Linked DNA regions of Mus musculus: regions 1, 2, 3 and 5 are each linked to region 4. A link is a contact called in public Hi-C, HiChIP or PLAC-seq and promoter capture Hi-C data. All regions are on one chromosome and are shown on one strand. Each heading gives the region's core, a stretch centred on a gene start, on an enhancer-like site or on the middle of the called end of the contact. The rest is flanking DNA. Distances are from core to core; before and after follow the strand shown. Region 1 overlaps Gch1 (GTP cyclohydrolase 1). Region 2 overlaps Samd4 (sterile alpha motif domain containing 4). Region 3 has its middle 16 kb from the start of Gch1. Region 4 holds the start of Cgrrf1 (cell growth regulator with ring finger domain 1). Region 5 has its middle 23 kb from the start of Gm10371.

The links. Promoter capture Hi-C pulls out the DNA fragments that hold promoters and counts their contacts. A called contact is a pair of places that touch in the nucleus more often than the background predicts. HiChIP or PLAC-seq counts read pairs in DNA pulled down with a chosen protein or histone mark.
Region 1: a Hi-C map of B cells shows a contact between it and region 4, with 6 read pairs. The contact joins the enhancer-like site here to the promoter of Cgrrf1 in region 4. A contact is called at or near these places in 13 of 39 promoter capture datasets (the 3T3-L1 cell line, the C10 cell line, the HPC-7 cell line and 7 more), 1 of 484 Hi-C or Micro-C datasets (B cells), 9 of 115 datasets of contacts at active chromatin or transcription factors (the 230-238 cell line, CD8 T cells, bone marrow-derived macrophages and 5 more) and 1 of 9 other capture datasets (adipose tissue).
Region 2: a contact with region 4 is called in an H3K4me3 HiChIP or PLAC-seq map of bone marrow-derived macrophages, with 3 times the contacts expected there. The contact joins the enhancer-like site here to the promoter of Cgrrf1 in region 4. A contact is called at or near these places in 15 of 39 promoter capture datasets (3T3-L1-derived adipocytes, the C10 cell line, the HPC-7 cell line and 11 more), 3 of 484 Hi-C or Micro-C datasets (bone marrow-derived macrophages, muscle stem cells and regulatory T cells), 20 of 115 datasets of contacts at active chromatin or transcription factors (the 230-238 cell line, CD8 T cells, T-cell acute lymphoblastic leukemia and 15 more) and 2 of 9 other capture datasets (embryonic stem cells and liver).
Region 3: a contact with region 4 is called in a promoter capture Hi-C map of liver, with 2.1 times the contacts expected there. The contact joins the enhancer-like site here to the promoter of Cgrrf1 in region 4. A contact is called at or near these places in 10 of 39 promoter capture datasets (the C10 cell line, the HPC-7 cell line, embryonic stem cells and 4 more), 3 of 484 Hi-C or Micro-C datasets (CD8 T cells, embryonic stem cells and erythroblasts), 5 of 115 datasets of contacts at active chromatin or transcription factors (bone marrow-derived macrophages, embryonic basal ganglia, embryonic stem cells and 2 more) and 1 of 9 other capture datasets (embryonic stem cells).
Region 5: a contact with region 4 is called in a promoter capture Hi-C map of the HPC-7 cell line, with 2.3 times the contacts expected there. The contact joins the enhancer-like site here to the promoter of Cgrrf1 in region 4. A contact is called at or near these places in 9 of 39 promoter capture datasets (the 3T3-L1 cell line, 3T3-L1-derived adipocytes, the C10 cell line and 5 more) and 6 of 115 datasets of contacts at active chromatin or transcription factors (bone marrow-derived macrophages, hepatocytes, large pre-B cells and 3 more).

The regions. Positions count from the first base shown.
Region 1 is chr14:47,164,254-47,166,953 of GRCm38.p6, reverse strand. It overlaps Gch1 (GTP cyclohydrolase 1), which reads left to right. Exons shown (of 6, transcript NM_008102.4): 3 at 423-478. Among named protein-coding and RNA genes, the nearest start is that of Gch1, 24 kb to the left of the region's middle. Within about 2 kb of position 1,368, at least 48 of the 459 cell types and tissues checked have an H3K27ac peak or open chromatin away from gene starts, as enhancers often do. A contact at or near this core is called in the 230-238 cell line, B cells, CD8 T cells and 5 more, where this site is marked.
Region 2 is chr14:47,103,408-47,106,107 of GRCm38.p6, reverse strand. Samd4 (sterile alpha motif domain containing 4) reads right to left here. Exons shown (of 13, transcript NM_001037221.2): 13 at 291-2,700. The region is part of intron 3 of Gm10371 (predicted gene 10371); the gene reads left to right. Among named protein-coding and RNA genes, the nearest start is that of Gm10371, 11 kb to the left of the region's middle. Within about 2 kb of position 1,312, at least 80 of the 459 cell types and tissues checked have an H3K27ac peak or open chromatin away from gene starts, as enhancers often do. A contact at or near this core is called in CD8 T cells, bone marrow-derived macrophages, craniofacial prominence and 6 more, where this site is marked.
Region 3 is chr14:47,203,598-47,206,311 of GRCm38.p6, reverse strand. No RefSeq gene overlaps it. Among named protein-coding and RNA genes, the nearest start is that of Gch1, 16 kb to the right of the region's middle. Within about 2 kb of position 1,396, at least 9 of the 459 cell types and tissues checked have an H3K27ac peak or open chromatin away from gene starts, as enhancers often do. A contact at or near this core is called in erythroblasts and liver, where this site is marked.
Region 4 is chr14:46,830,710-46,833,409 of GRCm38.p6, reverse strand. Cgrrf1 (cell growth regulator with ring finger domain 1) reads right to left here and starts at 1,276. Exons shown (of 6, transcript NM_026832.4): 1 at 1,031-1,276. The coding sequence starts at 1,134.
Region 5 is chr14:47,137,723-47,140,422 of GRCm38.p6, reverse strand. No RefSeq gene overlaps it. Among named protein-coding and RNA genes, the nearest start is that of Gm10371, 23 kb to the right of the region's middle. Within about 2 kb of position 1,387, at least 3 of the 459 cell types and tissues checked have an H3K27ac peak or open chromatin away from gene starts, as enhancers often do. A contact at or near this core is called in the HPC-7 cell line, where this site is marked.

The DNA of each region.
Region 1 (2,700 bases), core at 119-2,618, 330 kb before region 4:
TCCTCCAGCACACCTGGGCCTGCTCCATGGAATAACAAGGAATAACATCATTTGTATGTACAGTTCCTGCCATTTAAAGGAGTCTCCCTGACTATACTGTCCGTGATGTTACAAGCCTATTTTTTTTTTTTTCCTTATTGAGTATAGTTTTTCTCGACAGGTTTTCAGATTTGAATTAAGAATTTTACTAAGGAACATAACAGGTTTACTTTTAATTTGCCATTTCAGTAACAAGTTTGTTCTTAAGAAGTTTCTTCATATAATTTGAAAGTATGTATGGAATTGCTTCATAGGTTTATCCCATTGTCACTGTGATAAACTTAGCCTGTGTGTATGCTAGGGTCTTCCTGTATCTGTTTGTGTTGTTATGAAGTGCTTTCTGTGTCTTCATTTAGCTGGTAATCTCTCTCTCTTCCCTGAAGGTCCATATTGGCTATCTTCCTAACAAGCAAGTCCTTGGTCTCAGTAAACTTGCCAGGTAAGTATGAGGTCTCTAGAATTGCTCCTATTTGCCAAGACTCTCAAGATTTCTTCCAGGCTGGAGCAATGGCTCACTGGTTAAAAGCACTGACTGCTCTTCCAGAGAGCACCAGGGTTCAATTCCTAGCACCCACATGGCAGCTCACAACTGTCTCTAACTCCAGGATCTGACACTCACACAGATGCATGCAGACAAAACACCAATGCACCAAAAATGTAATATAAAATGTCTTCGACATTATAAAATGTCTACCTTCTGGATCTAACTTAGAAGTTAGATCTGTTCTTGCATAGGCAGCCCTAACATTGTCTCTGCCTCCTTCTCCCTCACTGCCTGTTCCTCTCTTCCCCCAAACCCATTACTGAGGTATGAGCTCACAGCTTTCTCTGTAGAGTTTTCCCCAACTGGAAAATATCCGTCACCCCCAGTCCAGCCCTGGATCTTAAGAGGAGGTTAGTTAGCGGTGAGAGATCCGAGAGGAAGCACACACGTGAGTCTAGCTGCACTATCTTTCTATCTGGGGAGACAGAGAGTAAAGAGTATTTGCATATATGGAGAATAGTACCCAGAGCATAGCAGGAAGTACATGTAAGTCATGCAGGCAAAAAACAGATCCCAAGACTCACAGTAAGGCCTACTCTTCTGAAGCTATCATACGTCTCCAAAGCCTACACTGATTCCCAGTGAACTGCACACAAGCAGAGGCATTGGCTTGTCTCACTCTTCCAGGTATTCTGCCAAGGGTCTTGCCCAGCAGTTGAACAGAAACAACTAGAGACTGCATACTTCACGTCAGTGAGTCTCTCTATTGTCTTTTCTCATGGGTGCTAGGAAGGACGTGCTCTGCTAGCCTGCATCTATCCTTGGCTGGGCCTTCTTTCCAGTGTGAATCCTTCCCGTTTTCAAATACGGCTGGATTGGTCAGTGTTTCCCAACATTACTGACATAGATAAGCTTTCTCTCCTCTGTGAGTACATTCATGTTTACAAGGGGACAGAAAGAAAGCGAAGGGTTTCACACATTGCTGTATAATAAGGTTTCTCTCTACCGCACACTCAATTATGTATTGGAAAGTCACTCATACACATCATAGGATTTCTATCCCCTGTGAACCCTGTGGTTCATGTGATTGAAAGAACCGTGAAGGGTTTTCCTGTTGCTTACACACAGGGTTCCTCTCTAGTATGATTCATAGGAAGCAGCCACAACCACTGAAGGCTCTCCCATGATCCTTAGGTACACGGTGCTTCTGTCTGGTGTCAGTCATTTCGAGTTTAGAAAGCACTGAGATAACTGAGGGTTCCTACCCTCCTTGTATTTATATGTCTTCTCCATGTTCCTCATTTTCACAGTGGTCATACTTAAGGATGAATGACCTAGATGGAGCACCTTTTTGCGTGTCTTCTGAATCTGTCTACATCTCCACTCTGTAGCTTTCTTCTGGAGTTTTTATAGCACTTACACTGGTTTGCAGGCCTTTCTATTATTGTTTTCTGTTTCCAAGCTGTTAGGGTGTTCTGGTGTCTTTACCAGGACTCTTGGAGGTCACACAGTAAGAGGAGCCAAGCCACTTGGGACCCTGTTAGCATGTGAGATACGAGGTTTTAAACTTTTGATCAGCCTGCATGTGAGGCTCTGGCTTCCTGCTTTCCTCTGTTTCTCAGTCCGGCAGGCAAGTCCATCCATGTCTAGGTCATTGGCTCTGTGGCTACAAGGCTGCACCTCCCTTTACTTGGCCTGTTCTCCTCCTCTGCTCTTTTTCCTGCATGTTCATGAATTAAAAAAAATTTTTTTTTATTTTCAAGCTGAGCATAGTGGCAAACCTTTAATCAGGAAAAAGAGGCAGGCAGATCTGAGTTCAAGGCCAGCCTGATCTGCATAGTGAGCTGCAGCATAGCCAGGGTTATGAAGAGAGACCCCGACTAAAAAAAATAACACAATTTAAGAGAAAAAGAATTTCCTACCGCCTTTACTTGGGATTTTAGGAAGAAGAGGTGATGTGTTGTGCATGTATGGCAATTTGTGTTTAGCTGGAAGTCAGTGTGCAGGTTTATTTATAGATCTCTGCTAGGCCCCACACGACGGTGGCCTAAATGTCCTTATGTGTTTTAATTTGTTTTTATGGAGTTAGTGAATCCTGTGTAGGTAGGTGTGCTGTGTTCGAGCTGTGTGTATGTACATTTGTCCATGCATATGAAGTGTGTGTGTGTGTTATGGAT
Region 2 (2,700 bases), core at 63-2,562, 270 kb before region 4:
TAGTAGTTTGCATTTACCTTGGACAAAACATTCACTGGATATTCTGGGCACAGATCAAACCATGTTCATTCTGCTCATCCTCTCCCCAACCTGTCTCAGAAAGGAGTAGGCAGCTAATGGTGGGCATCACATGGTGTGGTCACATGGTGTGGTCACGTGGTATGGTCACGTGGGTGGAGTTCATGTTGGTTCTTCAGTGAGGGCTGATTTCTAAGAGACATTTTTTTTTAAATAGTTAATCATATTTACAAAAAGAGGAGAGAGAGTGAAAAGACACACGCATACACACCAGTGTTACAAAACCTTGTATTAATCATTTCCCTTCACTCTCAATATAACCATATGAAATATAGCCATGATTCTTATTTCTGTGGGAGGAAATGAATAATAAATACATTGTAGCAAGTTTAGACCACAAGGGTGTTGTCACTGATAACAACATTTGAAAACTGTACACTTGCAAAGAACAGCATGTTCAAACATTAGTGTATCTGCATCAGTAGAGCTTTCACATGTAACAAACATGCTCTTTCCATGTATGACAAATTTAAAAAATATGCATTGCTTGGCAACATGAACTAGGCAAAAATATTTCTTTGTTCACTAACTTTATACAGGAAACCAGGACAAAAGGCATGCATGTACAATACAGATGCCTGCACAGGGCATGCAACGAAAGGAAGCTCTTTGAAAGTCAGCTTGCGTTAGGCATAAATACATGAGGGTTATATATTAATAAGGGAGGAAGTCTCCTGTTTGCCATCACTAACACTCCTGCTTTCTTTTTGCTCCTCCCAGAGGGATACATATTTACCTTTAAGTCAAGATAAAGGATTAAAAAAAAAGTCGCTTTGCAAACATCTCTGATGAGTTGTAAAAAAAGAAAAGAAAAACAAACTGAAAAACAAAGCCAACACAGATATCATCACAGCTCTGTGTACAACTTATCCTTCTGCAGGTTCTGTTTATGATAGGCACACCTGAGCACCCTGGGTTCTCCCCACTCAGGCTAGAGAGGAAGGGCGCCCAACAGAATCCACTTTCCTCCCCTCCCTCGCTCAGCCCTCATCCCAGCTCTGGGGTGCACAGATCTACAAACCTTGCACCAGCGCTAGCTAGCTACTAGGCACAGAGGAAAGGAAGGCCCAGAGAAGACTCCCACTCTGTAAAAGGCAGCCAGCGACACCTCAAAAGAAACTCTGGTTTCCCTCAGTGTCGCATCGGGAGAATGGGAGGTGGGGCCCAGCTGCGGCTGGCTCCCGGCCTGGGTACCAGAAAGAGACCTTCAGCTCAACCCAGGCTGGGCGCTTGATGCAAATAGCAGCCCTAGGCAGGCAGGCAGGCGGGACCCACCGGCCACTACTTTGCTTGCTGGATTTGTGTAATAAGAAAGTGAAACTCAAAAAGCAGGTGGGGGTGGGGAACACACAAAACAAACCATCAGCAGCGTCGTGTTGTGTCTTGTATAGTTTGTGTTTCTTCCTACTGTTTTCTGGTAAGAAAACACTATGAACAAAAAAGCACCAATAAAACATCACCCCATGATATTGTAGACCAGCATTGTGTCTCAGACAGTGCAGACATGCTGCTTAAATCAGGGCGCCTGGGGTGCGGGTGGGGGCGGGGGTGGGGTGGGGTGGAGATGGGGAGAACCTATGCAGTGAAATAGACTTTACTCGGAAAGTTTCAAACCTTTACTATTTAATATAAAACAGCTGTGTTGGGGCGGGGTGGTCAATGGGTAAATACAAAAAAAGGCACTGCAGCTCACTGCTCAAGGCCTGACTTCACAGCCTCAGGCATGCAACTGCTCGACTCTTTTTAAAATTTTTTTTTATAAATAAAATTTCTTTGCTTTAGGATTTTTAAATTGAGCTGTATACCTGTAGTCAACACAGGACTCAAATCAAGGTGGGGGGGGGGAGGTTCTTAAAAATCATCAGAACACAACTTAAAAAATAAAAATAAAAACACTAACATAGCAAACCACAACTAAGTAGATAAATCTATACAGTCAATGAAAAATAAGCTTTTCTTTTTTTCTTTTTTTTTTTAAAAAAAGAATTCTGTTGTTACTAATAACAGACTTTATCATGGGTACCAGCCATAGCGAGTTAATAAGTGACATATCCAAAATAATATCTCTAATAATCAGATAACCATTGCTTCTATATTCAATGAAGGAATAAATAGAAATTCAGATTTGCAAATATACTCTATGGTCTTCTTCCTCTTAAAAGATTCGCACTCGTGTGATTGTGTTCACAAACTGGTTTCTGAATATCCCATGACCTTATGGGTACGTGCGTTGCGTGTAGCGGACTTAAACACCTTCTCTTTCCTACAGGATGAGGAGTCCTATTGTTCCTCTCTGTTAACCTTTCCAGCATCCTCCAAACACTTCCTCAGACCCTCTGGCCTTCCCTTTGGCCTTCGACATTTTAACCTGTTCTGCCTGACATGGGATCCTCCATCCCAGCTCCTTCCCCAACACTGAGCTTGGAAAGGGACACGAGGGATGAATGTTAATGGCACTTGGTTAAAAAAAAAAAGTCTATCTATCTACATATAAAAATTAAACATGCTGCCTCTTTCTGCACGTGAATTTGCATCTTCAAGACTGGGTCACCCAAGGAGTGTCCTGCATCTTTTGTTTCTGGTGTTGTTATAAAGTGCTGATTGGGGTGATGATCCAAGTCG
Region 3 (2,714 bases), core at 147-2,646, 370 kb before region 4:
GAGTGAGTTCCAGCACAGCAAGAACTATACAGTGAGACTCAGTCTATAACAACAACAACAACAACAACAGCAACAGCAACAAGCTGGGTGTGGTGACACATGTCTTTCATCCCAGCAGCACTTGGGAGTCAGAGGCAGGTGGATTTTTGTATTTGAGGCTAGCCTGGTCTACAGAGAAAGTTCTAGGACGGGCTAAACAGAGAAACTCTATCTCAAAAAAAAAAAACCCAACAACAACAATAATAACAAGAACAATATGTAAAGGCAAAGTGACTGCCTTATGGAATACAAAAGATAAAAGTAAAACTGAAACAAGACAGAAAGTTTTGTTGTGGTATGAAAAATGTATAACGGTGACATAAAAATGTGGATTGTTAATGGAAGGTAATAATTTAAAGGAAAAAAATGTCTGGATATAGGAAAACATTAAAAAGAAATACAGCAAGGTAGACATGGCAGGCTGTGGTTCACAGCTGTAATCCCACTACTCATGGGATGATGCAGTAGTATGAGGAGTTCAAGGCCAACCTTGGCAGCATAGTGAGATACTGTCTCATACAAATCAAGTAAGAAACCAATCAATCGCCAGGCAGTGGTGGCTCACGTCTTTAATCCCAGCACTTAGGAGGCAGAGGCAGGCAGGTTTCTGAGTTCGAGGCCAGCCTGGTCTACAAAGTGAGTTCCAGGACAGCCAGGGCTACACAGAGAAACCCTGTCTTGAAAAACCAAACCAAACCAAACCAAACCAAAACAAAAAACCCAACCAATCAGCCAAAACCAAACAAAACTGCTAAAACCAGGCTGGCAGAGTGACTCAGCACCCTTGGTAAAGGCACTAGTTGCCCAATGACCTAGGTCAATAGCCTGGACCCAAGAGGGGAAAGGAGAGAACTAACTCTACAAAGTTGTTCTAGTCCTTTACACATGCTCTGTGACACGCCTGCCTCTCTCCCTCTAATCACACACAAATACACACTAAATAACTTAAAAGACAACACAAATAGGACCTAATCAGAAGTACAGTAAAATGACTGTAAAAGGTGAAATTATGGGGCTTTAAATGTTAATAAAAATTGTTATTTTTTCTAATAACAACCTCCTCTTCTCCCCTCCCCCCTCCTTACTCCCTCCTCCCTATTACTTTTCCTCCTCTTCCTCCTCCTCCTCCTTCGTTTATTTCTGATTTTTTGTCTGTCTGTCTGTCTGTCTTTTGAGGCAGGGTTTCTTTGTGTAGTCCTGGTTGTCTTGGAACTAACTTTGTAGATCAGGCTGGCCTTGAACTCACATAGACCTGCCTGTTTCTATTTCTCTAGTGCTGACATGATCTTTGCCTAGCCAATAACAACTACTTATCAGGGGCCAGAGAGATGGCTCAGCTGGTATGGGCACCTACTATCAAACCTGATAAACAGAGTTCAATCCCCTGAGTCCACACAGAAGCAGCAGAACCAACGGGTATAGGCTGCCCCCTACCCTTCATTATTAAACTATGATAAGCTTGTTTATCAATCACAAATAAAACCCCACCCACTTAATGAATAGCAGAGTAAATGTCCTATCTGTAGGGATTCCAGCAGTACTGGCTTGTTTTCCTTTTAAATCAGATGTGGAAAGGATAAAGGGAATTTAAAGTGAAGAATATTTACACTTAAAACATGGAGAATTTATATACTGTTTGCTAAATGTCTTGGCAATAACCGGAGTGTTATTTTGTCTTAAAGGTGCATACCAGTCTGTCCCGACGGGGAGAGAGAAAATGTCAGGGTAGACCCCTGTGCGGGAAAGTCAGAATATCTCCTGGATCCTTCATGTCTGTTAGCAAATGATTTTGAAGGTTCATAGAGCGACTGTACCTTTTCCTTAGGATGGAAGACCCTGGAAATACAGCCGAACATCTGCTCTGTTTACATGCGGAAGCCTTGCTGCTTCCCCTGTCGGTGGCAGCTCAGGAAAGGCTCTCTGCTCAGCGTTATAAAATCCCAGGAGGAAGACAGTGTACAAACATAACAGTTGCTCATTTCCCTTAAGCAGGTTTAATACTAATATTTATGGAAGCTTGCAAAGAGACACTTGATGGAGGAGCCTGAATCAGTTCAAATGTGCGTTGCTGGGAAACTATGTCCACAGGCAAATAGCCACATTGATTTCCAGGATATGGGGCCTCTAAGTAAGTGTATGGGCAGGTGCAGCACACACAAAGCAGTTCGCCTTTTGTTTTCTAGAAATCTTAGATGAGAGGCTTTCTGCTATTCTGTAGCAAAGCTGATAGGAGACAGAGAGAGAAGAATAAGGGGCACCTGTCTTTGTTGTGGGTATCCTAACTGTACTGCTCAGGCACATTTACCATGTCTCTTTTATTTACACTTGTTCTTATTTTCCAAATAGCTTTTCTTTTCTTCTGGTGAGAATATTGCATCTCAGAGCGATATAACATTTCTCCAAGGCCATGAGTGAGGACAACTTGGGATTCCAGTCTGCAGGGCTTCAGTCTGAAGCCCTTTTCCTCAGCCCTGGGGTTTTATGGTCATAGTTTTGTGGTCAAAGAAAAAAGCAATTTTATTTTTTTGTGTAGTACCGGAGATCGAATTCAGTGATTCATCCCAGTCAAGGGAACTAAGCTACATCCTCAACCAGAAGAAAATATTTTTAAATGAAATAAAATATCTTATTTATTCTGTCTCAGGATTTTATTGCTGTGAAGGGTCAGCATTACT
Region 4 (2,700 bases), core at 27-2,526:
TTCATCTTATCTTGTCCACAACATGGGAGTTTTACGCTGTAACTCGGGGTCAAGTGGAAATATTAACATGTTCTTTTTTTCCAAAAGGAGATCCTATTATCAGAAACGGACCGGGACCTGTTAAAGTCTTTAAAGTAACGATGAATATGTAATCAAGTGGTATTTTTGAGCTTGATTTACAAAGCCCGCTTCAGTCTCAAACCTGTTTGCTTTGTTCTTCTTGCAAATGCATTCCCGTTCTCACATAGTTTTCAGAGAACTCGTTCCCCAACTGTAACAGCTCATGTCCTTTTCTGTACGGTCCACTTCCAGCCATGGTTCTTGCTCATTTAGAGCCACTGTTCAATACATTTGGGTTCACCATCTTTTCAAGGGGCTATGAAAGCTGCAGTCTAGAGAGCAACCGCTGTAGGCTAGTCCCGTGGTTTCAACCAGCTGTGTTTTATAAGCCTAAACATGATAAAACTGCATCTCCTCAAGAGGGATACCGGAGACTCAACACTGAAAGAATTGTTCCTGGGTTATGTAACTCTCCTAGAAGCAAAATGCCTCCACCCCACAGAATAACTTATTCCTAAAATCTCGCTCCTTTCTAAAAACGTCTTATTAACTAAAGATCACTTCCAAAAAAATAGACTGCATCAAGAAGCCATTCAATTAGCAATCGGTAGATACAGAATTCGGGTAAAAGTTCCTCTGAAAGATCTGGGACCAAGCAAGGGTCAGTTCGGGTCATAAACAGCCAAGCTCCTTTGGGTCAGGTCTGCGCGCCTGCGGGGCCGGTGACCGGTCCCCGCTAGGCACAAAGTAGGCCGGGGCCCGGGACAAAGCCTTCGGGACACGCACTCTGACCCCCGCACCAGGACCAAGTTCTCCCCTGCGGTCCCATCCCACGGGGGCAGCAGCCTGGCCTGGGCCGAGTGTGTTCGGTGGCGGTGACCGCTCTCCCGGAGTCACCCGAACCCTCTGCGCGGACCCCACACCGGGCCGGCGGTCCCCGCGCCCTCCACTCCCAGCCCTGGACACTCACCATCCTAATACCAGGCCGGTGGTGACGATGAAGCAGGTGAAGACCACCGCTATGTAGAAGAGCGGCGAGTATTCATAGAGCGTTACCAGGAACACTGCGGCCATCGGGGTCTCCTGGGCTCAGCCCAGCCCAGCCCGGCTGGCCCGGACCCGAGCCGGTATGGCGCCCCGGAGCGGACAAACTTTGTAGGTCCTCACTCGCCCAGGCTTCTGGGCAGCTGACAGCCGCGGCCACTGGAGACGGAATGCCAATCACAAGGTTGATAGCAGGTATGCCACGCCCCTCCCTCGTCTGGTCCCGACTACTGGCTACGTAACAGGGAGGGACCAGCTCCGCCCTGCCCTGCGCCCAGGATTGGTGGCCTGAGAGAATTCCGCCAGCCGGGCTCTGTTCTCAAATTCCTAACTGACATCTGGGGCCAAAATTTAAGTTAATGCAGATCCTCAGATACACGAGGTATCCTGGAAACCCTGCAAACCCTAGACAAATTTGGGAATGGGACAAGGGCCGGCATCGGCGCGACGGAATGGTCTACGAAAGGAATGGTCTCGATTTGCGGATTGTCGCGGAAAACCCGAAAAGAGGTCACTACCGCGAGCGATTTTTTGTAACCTTATCAACCTTTGCAAAGTAAGTTTATTCAAAGGAAAATCGGCATACGTACTCCCTCGGCCCTCTTTTTTCTTCTCCAATTAGAATTAGCCAGATCTTTGAAGGTTTTAGTAACTAATTTTTGTTTGTTTATTAGGAGATCTTAGTACAGGAAGTAGCTTAATGTCTGCTTCCTTTCCTCACTCTTGTCATCAGTGCCTCAAAGAAGCCTCCCGGAAGTTTCTCCTAAAACCACTTTTATATTTCTTTTACTTAAGCCCTAATGTGATCCCTAGTTACAGCATAAACAGGAGAAACACCTCCCATCACAAATCCGATCCTGTTACTGAGGAAGAAGGGGAGAGTGGACATTAGGACGCTTAAGGAAAGGTTTCATGCCATGCTCTCAAGTCACCAGGAAATGTGTGCTTCAAAAAGAAGAGTTAGCTTCGTCCAGTGACCTTGACCAAATAGCCTTGTGTTTTCTGGAGTACTGCTATTTAAGCTTGTTTCTATGTAAATTTTCTCATTAGTAGATATTGAATTGTAAAAGTATGTTTATTTAAGCTATGCTTGGTTGTTGGAATGTTTTTTACTACCACATCAAGCACTGCAGTGAGTATCCATAAAGCTAATTTACTTACTTAGGCTAAATCATGGAGGTAGGACTTTATGTATATTTAATTTTTTTTAGAGACTAGAGTCTAGAAATACTGTGTTAGATGCAATCACACCATTGCAGGTAGCCAATCTGAAGGCAATTTTATTACAGTAAAACGAAAAGGGATGTTTATCGTGAAACAAAAACATAAGTTGCAGGTAAAGTAACATTAAATACATAGGAATGACTTTGTCCCCACTCAACCCCCACTGAACCTACAGTAAAGAGATGTAAGATGTAAGCCAACAAGATGGCTAAAGGCACTTGCTACCAGGCCTGACAACCTAACTGGAACCTTCTGGAACCACGTGGTAAAAGGAGAATACAGTTGTCTTCAGACCTCTGCAAGCATGGGCCATAGTAAATATAATGTAATGAAAGAAAAGTAAACATTTCCCAAAGTGTAAAGAAGAGAGGA
Region 5 (2,700 bases), core at 138-2,637, 310 kb before region 4:
GGTGTCTCACAGACATGTCATGAGGATAGTACCTAGGGAGAGAACTTAGACCACGAGACAAATCTGAACAAGTTAATTAAAGTTAAACCAAGTACGGCTTCTGACCACCAAGGGCTGACACCGGTGAACAGAACAAGAAAGTGGAACAATTTAAAAATCCATGAAAATGAACTCTGCTAACTTGTTGCTTTCAAATTTCTGTCTTTGACAGTTTGATTACAGTGTGTTTCATAAAGGAAAGTAGATTTCTTAGTATTCATCTATTTGGAGATCCTTATGTCTTCTGAGATATGGACATTTCCTTCTCCAAGATGTTGGGAGTTTTCTGAGTAAACTTTCAGGACACTTCCTCTTAATACTCTGATAATGTGTTTTTCAGTTGACGTTCTAGTATCTCCTAAGTACCTCCAGCTTCCTCCATTCCTTTTCACTCTTTCTTTGTGTTCTCCTGACTCAATCACTCTCAGAGTATGTTTGCATTCATAGCTTCTCCTTCTCCTCTTCCTCCTCCTCTTCCTACTCCTCTTCCTTCTCCTCTTCCTCCTCCTCTTCCTCCTCCTCCTCCTTCTCCTTCTTCTCCTTCTGGCTGCCTTTGGATCAAGATGTAGAACACTCAACTCCTTCTCCAGAACCATATCTGCCTGGATACTACCAAACTTGTCACCATGATGATAATGGACTGAACCTCTGAACCTGTAAGCCAGCATCAATTAAATGTTGTCCTTTTTAAGAATTGCCTTGATCATGGTGTCACTTCACGACAATGAAAGCCTACCTTTTGACATTATCCATTTCTTTGTTGAAATTTTACCTTGTTGCTAGGTGTGATGGTGCACGCCTTTAACCTCACCACTCAAGATGCAGAGGTAGGCAGATGTTTGTGAATTTGAGGCAAGTCTAGTCTCAGTTCCAGGGCAGCCAGGGCTACATAGAGACCCTGTCTTAAAAACAAACAAACAAACAAACAAACAACTCACCCACCAGCCAACCAACCAAAACAACAAAGAGTATATATGGGGGGGAGGATGATACAGGGGCAGATGGAGGCATGGAGAGAGAGAGAGAGAGAGAGAGAGAGAGAGAGAGAGAGAGAGAGAGAGAGAGAGAGAGAGAGAGAGAGAGAGAGAGAAAGTTATTTCATCTGTTTATGAAATTTTCTTTGGTCCAACTCTTCACTTTCCTTGTCCTTTCATACACTGCCCATGCTTTAGAGGCAGCAGGCACCTCTCCCAGCTTCCACTGTGCACGAGAAATAACATGACCAGATTATCTGCCACACATCAGCCTGACCAGAGACTCGGAGGTCCTCTGCAACTCTTCCTCTTCCTACAGCAGAACAGGCAGCTATAGCTTTGTCTGTTTGCTGGGCTTCGCAGAGGAGGCTATTCCAGCCACAGGCCAAACCACCATTTCTGCTTCCTCCACATGACTAGAGGATGTCCTGCCTGCCAGAACTCAGCACTGGCAAGACAGATTTCCAGACAAATGGAGGCCCTGGTTGCATGGCTTGAATATTTTCCTTCTCAGGGAGAAGCTGATAGCTGGGATTTTTTATTTTGTATTTTATTTATTTATTTTTGTCCACCCACTCTGGGCTGAGCATGGAGGAAACTCCATAATATCTTTCAATCCAAACGGCTGCCTTTCTTCCCCCCTAGACTCATTGGGTCTAGATTGCCTTAAACCTAACAGAACTGAAGCCTGGTGAGGCCAAAGCTAGACCTCTGGTCTCCCCAGAAAAACAAGAGCTCTACACACATGAAGAGACACGCGCTTCTCTCTCTTGGAGTAGTGGGGAGGTAGGGAGCCTTCTTAACAGAGTGGCTCTGTGCCAGGGGCAGAGCATCTCCTCACCAGCTTCAGTGCGTCTGATTTTGTATCCACCTGGTGTACAGCGCCATCTCAATTAGCCTCCAGATTCTTCGCTAAGGACGTTTATCTGGGAACTGCTGCTGAATTCTTGTGTTTCTGAGGTAAAAAGAAGGCCATGGCTTCTTATTCTGCTATCCTGCAGTTGCCACTCTGGCTTAAGTGTGTCTAAGTCTATGACATTCATCCCATCCCATAAATCTTTAAAACATGCCTTTGCCTTTCACTTTTAACATGCCTCCATCTGCCCCTGGATATCCCAAGTTCTCCTGAACAATCGCCTTCCTCTGTGACCCTCCATTCTCTGTGACTTTCTCTATGATGTCCCATGATTTGTGTCTCTTCTGAAAAGAAAATGAATATTCTCTCTTAGATTGAGGAATTAGGTGGGCTGGCAGGGGACACCCTATGATGGCATCCTGCCACATCTTCAGAAGAAGAGTGGAGGCTGACATGCAGGGGTGACCATGAGAGGACTCTGGTGAAGGGCACACCCACATCAGCATCTTTGAAGGACTATGTTGACCTGAGAGCCATTGACCATGGAAAGATTCAGAGAGAGCAAGAGTCGAGTGAAAGAACCTTCCTCATGCACTGGGTTCCTCAGCAAACAGCAGTCTGTCCAGAAGTACCATCCACCTGCCCCTCGAGAAATGGGTAGCATCTCTGTCAACCCTCCTAGCCTTTTCTATCAGCTTTAGTGCTGATGCCCGGATGGAAGCTCTCCCCTCCTCTGAGCAAGTATGTGTCTTTTAGGCTCAGCTCTTTTCTTGAGTGAGTTTCAGCACTGGAAAAGAGCCACCTTTCTAGCTTTTCCTTCTTGGTCAAGCA